Regions from separate parts of the Rattus norvegicus genome. Here region 2 is linked to region 1. The links are chromatin contacts, called in public Hi-C maps. All regions are on one chromosome and are shown on one strand. The core of a region is the stretch at or near the end of the contact, and the rest is flanking DNA. Distances in the headings are between cores, read along the strand shown. Region 1 holds the start of Rnf19al1 (ring finger protein 19A, RBR E3 ubiquitin protein ligase like 1). Region 2 has its middle 73 kb from the start of Rnf19a.

Region 1 (4,505 bases), core at 255-2,754:
TGAAGTTTCCAAGTCTTAAACACCTAAAATTATTTCAATGCCTTTTTGGTTGAAGTCTGCCACCATCTGAAATACAGATGTGCTAGGCAATGAATATTCTCCTTCACTCTTTAGCTGCACAGGTGCGCTCACTTATGTTTCAACGTTATGCACCTTCCATCATTTAACAAAGAATTGGCACAGTGACTTAAAAAGAAAGGAAAATTATTCCTAGTTGGAGGGGGAGAACTGCCTAGGTAAAGAAAATTCAGTTATTCATAACTAATCTAATTAATATTTGCCAGATAGGAGTCAAGCAGTCTCTTAGCCAGAGTGCTCCCTATATGAGCATGAGCCTTTTAAGACTGGCTATTTGTTCTGAAGAACTAGCCAGACAAATGGAATCAATGTTCTATGCAATCAAATATTACTTTAGAAATTCAACTTTGGCTGTTAGCCCAGGATGCCCAAGGACTTTTGTTTTGTTTTGTTTTTTAGCTAAACCTCAACTATAAAAATCAATAAAAGAGTGTAAGCTTAGTCATTAAGAACTGGCCTGCATTTGACAACTGTCACCTACAGTACCATCTGGAAGACAAGGAACAATCCTCTAAAATTTTCTGTTTTCTGAGTATGGAAGATATAAATGAGTAACTATGACATAAAGGTACCCAAATTTATCACAAGCTTACTCCAAGCCAAGCACTCGACTCGGGACGTTTACAAGTGATCACAATTATTTTGTCTTCTCCATTTCTCAACCTTCAGTGCCCTCCAGATGATGGTGATGACTGATGATTGGTGTTACTGTTGCTGCTTGCCATGGGGTCTAACTAAATTGCTCAGTTAGCTTCTAACAATGTTCCCACCTGGATCCTAGAGTAACTAACTACATTACAAGCAGATACTAACAAAGAGATGGGAGGCAAGTGATTAGAGAATATGTTTATGAGGTGGTATGGGCTGACTAAAAACTAAATGATTTCTGAGCTATATCTAAGAGTTTAGGAAAACCCAAGGCTTGTCATACAAATATACAAGATCCTTTTCAAAAGACAAAAAAGAAGAAAAAATAAAGGTAAAAAGCTTAAAGCTTGTCTCAAGCAAAGAGGGCGGAGGTAGTAGGATACTTGCCTAGCTTATGTAAGGCCCTATCCTCAGGACTAGCCTCATATACACCCACACAAACACCTGCCTAAAATTATGCACACATCTACATCCCATTAAAGTACAGTGGTGTCTCCAAGCCTAGCAAAGGGGAATAGGCCTTTAATACTATCAGGGGCAAGAACCTAGTGAGTTCAAAGCCAGCGTTGTATACATAGCAAGATCAAGACCAACCAACCAAGTTACATGGTGAAACCCTTTCTCCAAAAAAAAAAAAAAAAAAAAAAAAGGGGGCTGAGGATTTAGCTCAGTGGTAGAGCGCTTACCTAGGAAGGGCAAGGCCCTGGGTTCGGTCCCCAGCTCCGAAAAAAAAGAACCAAAAAAAAAAAAAAAAAGTGGTGGGGGCGGGGGCACGGCAATGACTCCTGAGTACATTATACTCACAACAACAGCAAAAGTACTGTTTGGACGCAGTGTTCAAACATGGCAAGTCAAGACCATTTACTTTCTACCTGGTGCTTAAGTATCGTTAAAAACACTTAAATAGAAAATAATATGGTACTATCATTTTGCCAGATTAAAAAAGGTACAGAAAATTCAACACATTGCCACAAATATTCAAAATTAAATTCTAACATTTGCTAGGCAACAGTATAATGAACAATTCTTTATAATTTTAATGTTCGACTGAGGCATCTCCAAGACGAGACGCCTCATGCAGCTATTTCAGTAAGGCACAGGCTTGTTTCAACTTCTAAAATAATCCTGCAATTTAAAAAAAATTAACCCTATGGGGTTCTAGAATGAGAATCGATAAAATATTAGAAAAAGTACACTCAGGTTAGCTGCCATATGCATTCTTCCTCAGAAAGACACCTTCCAATGACATTAAAATTTTCCATGGTCACATGAAATTTAAGGTTACACTGTATACAGTATTTTTTTTTAAAGGCTTGCTTTTGTTTTGCATAATTTGGTTTGTAAGTCTCAAGACTTAATACCAAATTTTTGTCCATAAAATTGTATGTACCAAGTAAAGAACATTTGAAAGTAAGGACATCGCCATTTTCTAATTATTTACATTTTGATTCAATACAGACATTTCCGTGTTAAATAAGCTTAAGCAGGCAAATATGGAAATGACTAGAATTACAAACAGAAGCAGTAGGATGTGCACAGAGACCGGTTTACAGCAAAACCGGAAAGGGAAAAAAAGACAAGTATATCGTCACACTACATACAATGAAAAGGGTCAAGAAATCCAGGTTAAAATAAGAAATAATCAAAGACTAGACTGACAGGTACACACATACCAAAGTAGAATGAGGAAGATCAAAATATTTTGAAGGCACCAAACAAGGGAAGGACAGCTTTCATGCCTCCCGTTTGCCTTTCTAGCCAACCACTAGGTTTGAAAATTGCAGCGGCATTTAAAGGCCGTCCTTTCTAACATTACCAACATTCTGCGACATTCTCAACAGTAAACCCTACACAAAGTAAAGCACCGTCGTGTATTTCTATCTCCAAGGGCGCCAACGAACAAAAATTAAACCTTTCTTTCTCCCATACATAGGCTTCACCATCCTCTTCCCTCTTTTAAGCTGCCCTTGTCTCAGGATTAATGAACCCTAAACCACTTCTTCCCATTAATGGAAATGGAAAAAGAGAAGAGAGCAACAGCAGAGTGGAATCCCAGATCGAAGGGAAAACTGGCAATTCAAAGTGGTGGCCTCACTCCGGGTGAGGGCAGGGAACACCCCGGAGGTGGAGTCCCGGAAGACCCCCGTTCACTCGTTCATCCCCAGGCCACACGGCTTTCCCCGCCGGTGCCAGAGCGTGTGCGCGATCTCCGATCGCAAAGGAGGCGGTCATCTCCCCGCCGCCCTCCCGGGCCCCAGGCGGCAGGCATCGGGGGCGAAGTCCGCGGCGCCCAGTGTGCGGCGAGGCCCAGAAAGAGTCCCGTTAGAGCCGATTTCACCCGTCAGGAATGCGCTCCGCCCCCGCCGCCTCCCTACGGCGGCCGCCCTCCGGTCTAGTCCGCTCCGCTTCCCCGGAACGCTCGGGGCAGCGCCGCGGACAGCCACAACGCGGTCGGAGCCGCAGGCCCGGCCCCCCACGTCCCGATCCACACCCCGGAGACGGCCGCGCCGTTGTCCCAGCCCAAGTAAGAGGCCTGAGCGGCGCCTCGAATCCCCATCCGTAGGGGAGCCGCCCGGCCCCTGCGGCTCCGGCGCCCGCCGTACCTCAGCTCCTCAGGGCGGCGGCGGCGCAGGGCGGCCGGTGAGCAGGCCCATCCCGCGGAGGCAAAACGCGGAGGAAGAACGGAGGACGGCTCTTCAGCACCGCCGCGGAACCTTCTCAGCTAGGGAGAGAGCTGCCGGTGGAACGGTTGCGGGCGGCCGCTTTCCCGAACTCCCCTCAGTGACTCCAGCCGGACGGTCGCAGCCGGGAACCAACACAGCAACTGCCATTCTCCCCCGCCCTCGCCCTCAAGCCCCGCCCCCTCCACCCCCTCCTGCCCCACCCGGCGTGGCCCCGCCCAGCGCGCCTTGCGTCTTGGCGTCACGCCCCGCCCCGTCCCCACCTCCTCGGCCGGCCGCGGTTACCTCTGGGACGCGGTAGTAGTTCCTTGGCTTGGGCACGTTCCCCTCGCGCTGCGCGCTCTCGCCGCCGTCCCTCCCGCGGGCTGCGACTCACTCTGAGTGCGCCGGGCCGTTGGGCGGGAGACACCCTTCTTGTAACCCCGACCCGGTCTCCGTGAGGTAACCAAAGGGGACGGCGGGAGCCGCGCCCCAGATGGAGCGCGTCCTGGAATCGAGGACCCTGTCTCGGCTTTTCGCAGCCTGTTTTCACCTCTTTGTTTCTCACTGTTCACCTGCTTGAGTGGCGCCCTCCTGAGAGCAGAGCCAAAGTGTGGAGGCCGGGTTCTGCTACTCTCAGACTCTCGGTCCCCAAAGAAATATCTCCGCCCTTGTCAATGTCTGATATAGTCAGTTACTTTGCCCGTGTGCTCCATTCTCTTCCAGCTTTTGATCCAGTCGGACACCCTTTGAACTTTTCACCTACACAAGACTTGGTATAGACTAGTTGAATAAACAGATTCTTTTCCTTTCCGAATCACATCCTCTCCTAGTTTATTTCTCTTGAAGACTTAGATCATTTCCTTAGAACACTGAGAAATGAATGTGATGGGTGCCAAAATGTCCATCCACCATCTGTTTCTTAAGCTAAATATATCACTCGATCCTTATTTTAGTGTGTCTAAACTAGAAACTAGCCAAGGAGCCATATCTTTTCAAACCCCACTTGGCCTCTTTGGTAACCCAGTAAATTTCCCAATTAGAAACAGGGTAGGTGGTTTAGTACTAAGTGTCTCTGACCACACATCTTAAAGGGAGTAATTGTGGATAGGATTTTCA
Region 2 (4,340 bases), core at 216-2,715, 74 kb after region 1:
ACACACACACACACAATACGTAGATAAATAAACAAATTAACATTTCCCTATGTATATTCATTGGAGGATGCTACAAAATAATTTTTATTTGTTTTTCCCTGTGATATTCATATGAGGATATTATTAGAACATTTAAAATGTTTTATCTTACAAAATAAAATTTCCCAGAATAAAGTTTCCCAGATGGAAATTGTCAGTTTGTGCCCTCTGAGGAAAGGCTCAACATTCCGAGCTGTGCCTGTGAGGCGGCTCTGTGTCCCTACCAGCTCCTGCCACCCTTCCCAGTGCCTTTGCTCACTCACCATTCTGATGGGCGCTAAGGCCCAGCTTGGCTGAGTGCCCTGATGGAGATTCTTGGGCATGAATCTTCTTTACAGCCCTTTGAAAGGCACTGCAGGATCCAGCATTAAGGTAAATACCAACCTTCTCCCTGAACAGCCCTCTTTGCCATTTTCCACTGTTGGTCAGTAAGGTGGGGTCAGTGGCTACTGAGACAGAACAACACCCAGCCCCCTGAAGCAGCAGAGCGAGTGATCATTGGGCCTCAAGTCAAACTTAGCGTGTGACATGGAGCTTATAAAAAACAAATGGCCACAAGTTTCCCTAGGAAAAGAAAAGAAAAACAGATTGTTACTTTTGATGGTGTTTGTGATCTCTTCATGTCTATCCTTGAGACTCAAGATAAAACTTTCCCCTGTTTTGTTCTGAGATTCTGTAGTCAGAGCCTAAATCCTCCTGACAGGGTGGGTGAGGTACCAGGGAGAACTAGGAAAGCCCCAGACAGGTTCTGAGCAGCCCAGCAGAGTCTGAGCTGGACTATCCTACTGCAAGCACCACGGCAGACAATGAGATTTACTTAGACCCTGGCTTCCTGAAAGAGAACAATAATGTCTGAGCCAAGCCCCGGGAGGTGGCGCATGAATAAAATAGTCTCTCTTAAGTACACAGAGTCCATGAAGTGTACTTTGCCTGCTTTTAGAAGACTGGGTTCTTGATACTTCTCCGAATCAGTTAGACTACTGTGGAACAAGCAGCCCTTGGCGGTGGATGGATGGTGGTTTAGCCATTTCAGCTATGTTTACTGAGGTCTCGGGCAAGCTTCCTCAAGCCAGTGTTCCTGGGCTGCTCACAGGACAAAATAATGGTATGTTAGCTACAGTCCTCACAAGAGGCTATGTGGAAGCGTAGTAATGTGGATCCTCTTCCCCCACCTCCCCCCAGAACAAGCCCAGTGAGAATGTCTGCAGTTTAGATGAAATAAAAGTGACTGACAAACCAGTACACGTAGCATTAATGATTTCTATGGTGGGACCTGGATTTCCCAAGTTAAGCTTTTAAGAGAGACAAGAGCCAAATGACTTCTATTTCTGAGCTGTAGCAGGCTGATCACTATTCTAAACCCTCCTCCCGTCTGCCCCAGCCTCGCCCCGTCAGACTGAGGACAGCTGAAGATGAAGATTAGAGTTGCAGAGTCACTGAGGTGTCCTTCCAGCCTGCTTGGCAGCCATGCTGCTTGCTTAGCTTACGAGTTCCCCTCCCCGAGGACTCCAGAGACAGCCAGGACGCTGCAGGAGCTAAACTGTAGGAAGCAGGCCCTCAAGTCAATCCACAGACCCTCAAGAGAATTAATTCACTTTGCCGCACTTGGGCTAAATTACTGTCCTTATCTCTATCCATTTCCCGAGTTTCATCTGAGAAGAGTGTTGGGTCGCTCAGTCAAGTCTTGGACAACTTGGACAACTTTCATAGTTTCTCTTTACTGTCTACCAGTTAAACGAAAACGGCTGGGGAGGCTGACGCCGGGACACAGTCCTGTGTCAAAGCTGTCCAGATTTCTTCCTGGTTTGCTCTTTTCTTTCTGCTATGTCCTTGATCACAGTCTCAGCCTGGATCTATTAGAATATTACAAATGTGCTTTCATTTGTTCATATTTTGTCTTAAAACCATCTTATCTTTGGACAACCAGAATCATGATATCAGGATTAGTCAGTTTATTCAAATAGACCTTGTCCTTTGAGTTAAAAGGAGCTAAGTTAGCAGAGAGTAAACCCAGGCAGTCTCTTCTGTGCGCACAGATGCACTGAGAAAGTGACCCCCAAGGACTTCGCCAACCTACTGGGAAAACAGCACACCAGGCCCAGGATTCAGAGCTGCATCCCCTGTGCCCTCTCTGCCGTCCTGCTCTGCAAGCAGGCGCACAGTAGGACAATTTGTCAGCAGTGCTCATTCCTTTGATAACAAGCACAAGTCATAACCAGTTTATACATGCTCATAAGAGGAAACAGTAAGATGTTAGCCTATCATTTTTAACTGGTTTTGTTAATTAGTAGAGATATCCAAGCATTTAATAATTCACTGATGTTTCCTAAGTAGACTCTGTGGCTGAGGTGAAGCAGACAGTAAATAATGTTCTGTGGACAGGAAGTGGACTGAGGACACCTAGAAAATTCAGTGAGCAATCTAGATTTGGGTGCCTAAGCTCCCCAGAGAATTTCTGTGTTGGCTAAGCCTTATAAACCCCCCTACACACACACACACACACACACACACACCTCATAAATCCTGCTATAAGAGTAATATCTGTGTTTTTCAGAAACTTTGGAAAATACAGAAGAAAAAAATCACCTATATTTTTATTATCCACTGGGAATTTTCTTTTTAGGTTTACATACATATCCTAACACAATGTCTGACATGGCAATGTCATGCCACAGTGCTTTAATGAAACTGCCCTGATGACTAAACCCATCTCTAGTTCACACAATACCCATGTGCTCCAGACTACCTGGGTGGCAAGCCCCAGCCTTGGGAGTTTGCACAAAGACAAAAGAAAGCTTACGACTCTAGCCAAGGTTTTATTTCCAGTCTAAACAAGAATTTTCTTGGGTGACTTCATATTTATGGTGTAACTCCAGCTCAACGGTGAATTCAGGCCTCCCCCAGACAGGACAAGAGCTGAGCCCACAAGGCACAGGGACCTTCAAGGAATGGATCAGGACAAAGACTTTAACTAAGAAGCTCGTGGGTAATCAGCCCTCTTCCTACCGTTACTCAGACGAAAGCACAAATACTCTCCAGGGATACTGAGGGCTGTGTGGAGAAAATGTAACTGTTTTATGGTGTGGACTCATGTCTATGAAGTGTACACGGTTGACAATGGCTTTCTTACAGTGCTATCTTAGGCTACAGCTTTCACATGCTCGATTCTGCCTTCTTCCCAGGAAAGCTGCAAGCATCGATAAGGTGATCAGTCGTGCGGAGCTTGGCTTTGAAAGGGTCAAATTTGGGGACTCGGTCTCTTAGCGAATTTCTCACAGTTGTTTCCAGGTGGTGTGTGGTTTCTGAACTATTGGGAGCTCTTAACAAATGAAGCCCATAACTGAGTATTTTGGAGGTGGTTTTGGCCACGGCTTAGGTCATGATGCTACTAAGGTGGAGCTCATCAGTGTTCAGCTTTCTGGGGGCCCTTCTGGGAGCTGCGCACTGCTATCTCAGAGACATGGACACAAAACGAGGGCTCCTGCAGCCCCAGCCTTTTAAGCAGAGGAAAGGATGCAGTTTCATTAGGCCAGTGCTCCGACTCTCGAAAGTGGAGACCTCAGATTCCCTTTGGCAGCGAGTGCTTGAAGTAATGGCCCTGGGTGAGCAGGGATAATGTCTGACCCAGCCAGCACTTGCCTGTGATGGACGGCTGATGGAAAGTCTTAAGTTGAGGTCTTAAGTTAGGGAGTGGTGTCTCAGTTCCCACCGTGACCACACGTTATCAGTAGAGCAGGCTGTGCAGGAACAAGCTCGGCTTCCCTATGTCTGGGGATTTCCTCTCTGACGTTTTGACTGAGAGCCTTAACCAGAAGGAGACAAGCAAGCTCTTTTGTGAGTGGTGATGTCTCTCCCCCCGGGGTTCCTTGAGAAGGCATGGCTCTGCTTCCACGTTCATCTAGCTTCTGTCCACTTAGGAAATTGCTCTACGATGGAATCAGAACAAAGAGATGTTCTCTCCCTCAATGCTGACTGCAGATCCACTGTCAAATTTGATCAGTTTGACATGTTCTACTTTTTTTAAAAGCCATCTTTTTCCACAGACAAAGACGGCTGGTGTGTTAAGTGCTCGCCGGCTTGTCTTCTCATCTCTCTCCCTCTAAGCGTTATTTTATGGCCAAGTGGTTAGCAGGGCAGGCTCAGCGAGCGTGAGAACTGGAAATGGCCTTAGATCAGGACGTGTCAAATTCTGTGATCCAAGGAGGTGACTGTAGCATGACCAGGACAAGTTCATAAGCATGCACATACAAACACAGACACACAGACACACAGATACACACACACACATACTCAGACACACA

What was found. Hi-C and Micro-C count contacts between places; a contact is called where the count stands out from the background.
Region 2: a Hi-C map of kidney shows a contact between it and region 1, with 1.9 times the contacts expected there. The contact joins the enhancer-like site here to the promoter of Rnf19al1 in region 1. A contact is called at or near these places in 2 of 12 Hi-C or Micro-C datasets (kidney and liver).

What each region holds. Positions count from the first base shown.
Region 1 is chr7:69,346,742-69,351,246 of GRCr8, forward strand. Rnf19al1 (ring finger protein 19A, RBR E3 ubiquitin protein ligase like 1) reads left to right here and starts at 1,505. Exons shown (of 5, transcript XM_039080605.2): 1 at 1,505-1,543; 2 at 2,752-4,162. The coding sequence starts at 1,505. The coding sequence ends at 3,708. It overlaps Rnf19a (ring finger protein 19A, RBR E3 ubiquitin protein ligase), which reads right to left and starts at 3,484. Exons shown (of 10, transcript NM_001130560.1): 1 at 3,330-3,484.
Region 2 is chr7:69,421,171-69,425,510 of GRCr8, forward strand. No RefSeq gene overlaps it. Among named protein-coding and RNA genes, the nearest start is that of Rnf19a, 73 kb to the left of the region's middle. Within about 2 kb of position 1,466, at least 6 of the 93 cell types and tissues checked have an H3K27ac peak or open chromatin away from gene starts, as enhancers often do. A contact at or near this core is called in kidney, where this site is marked.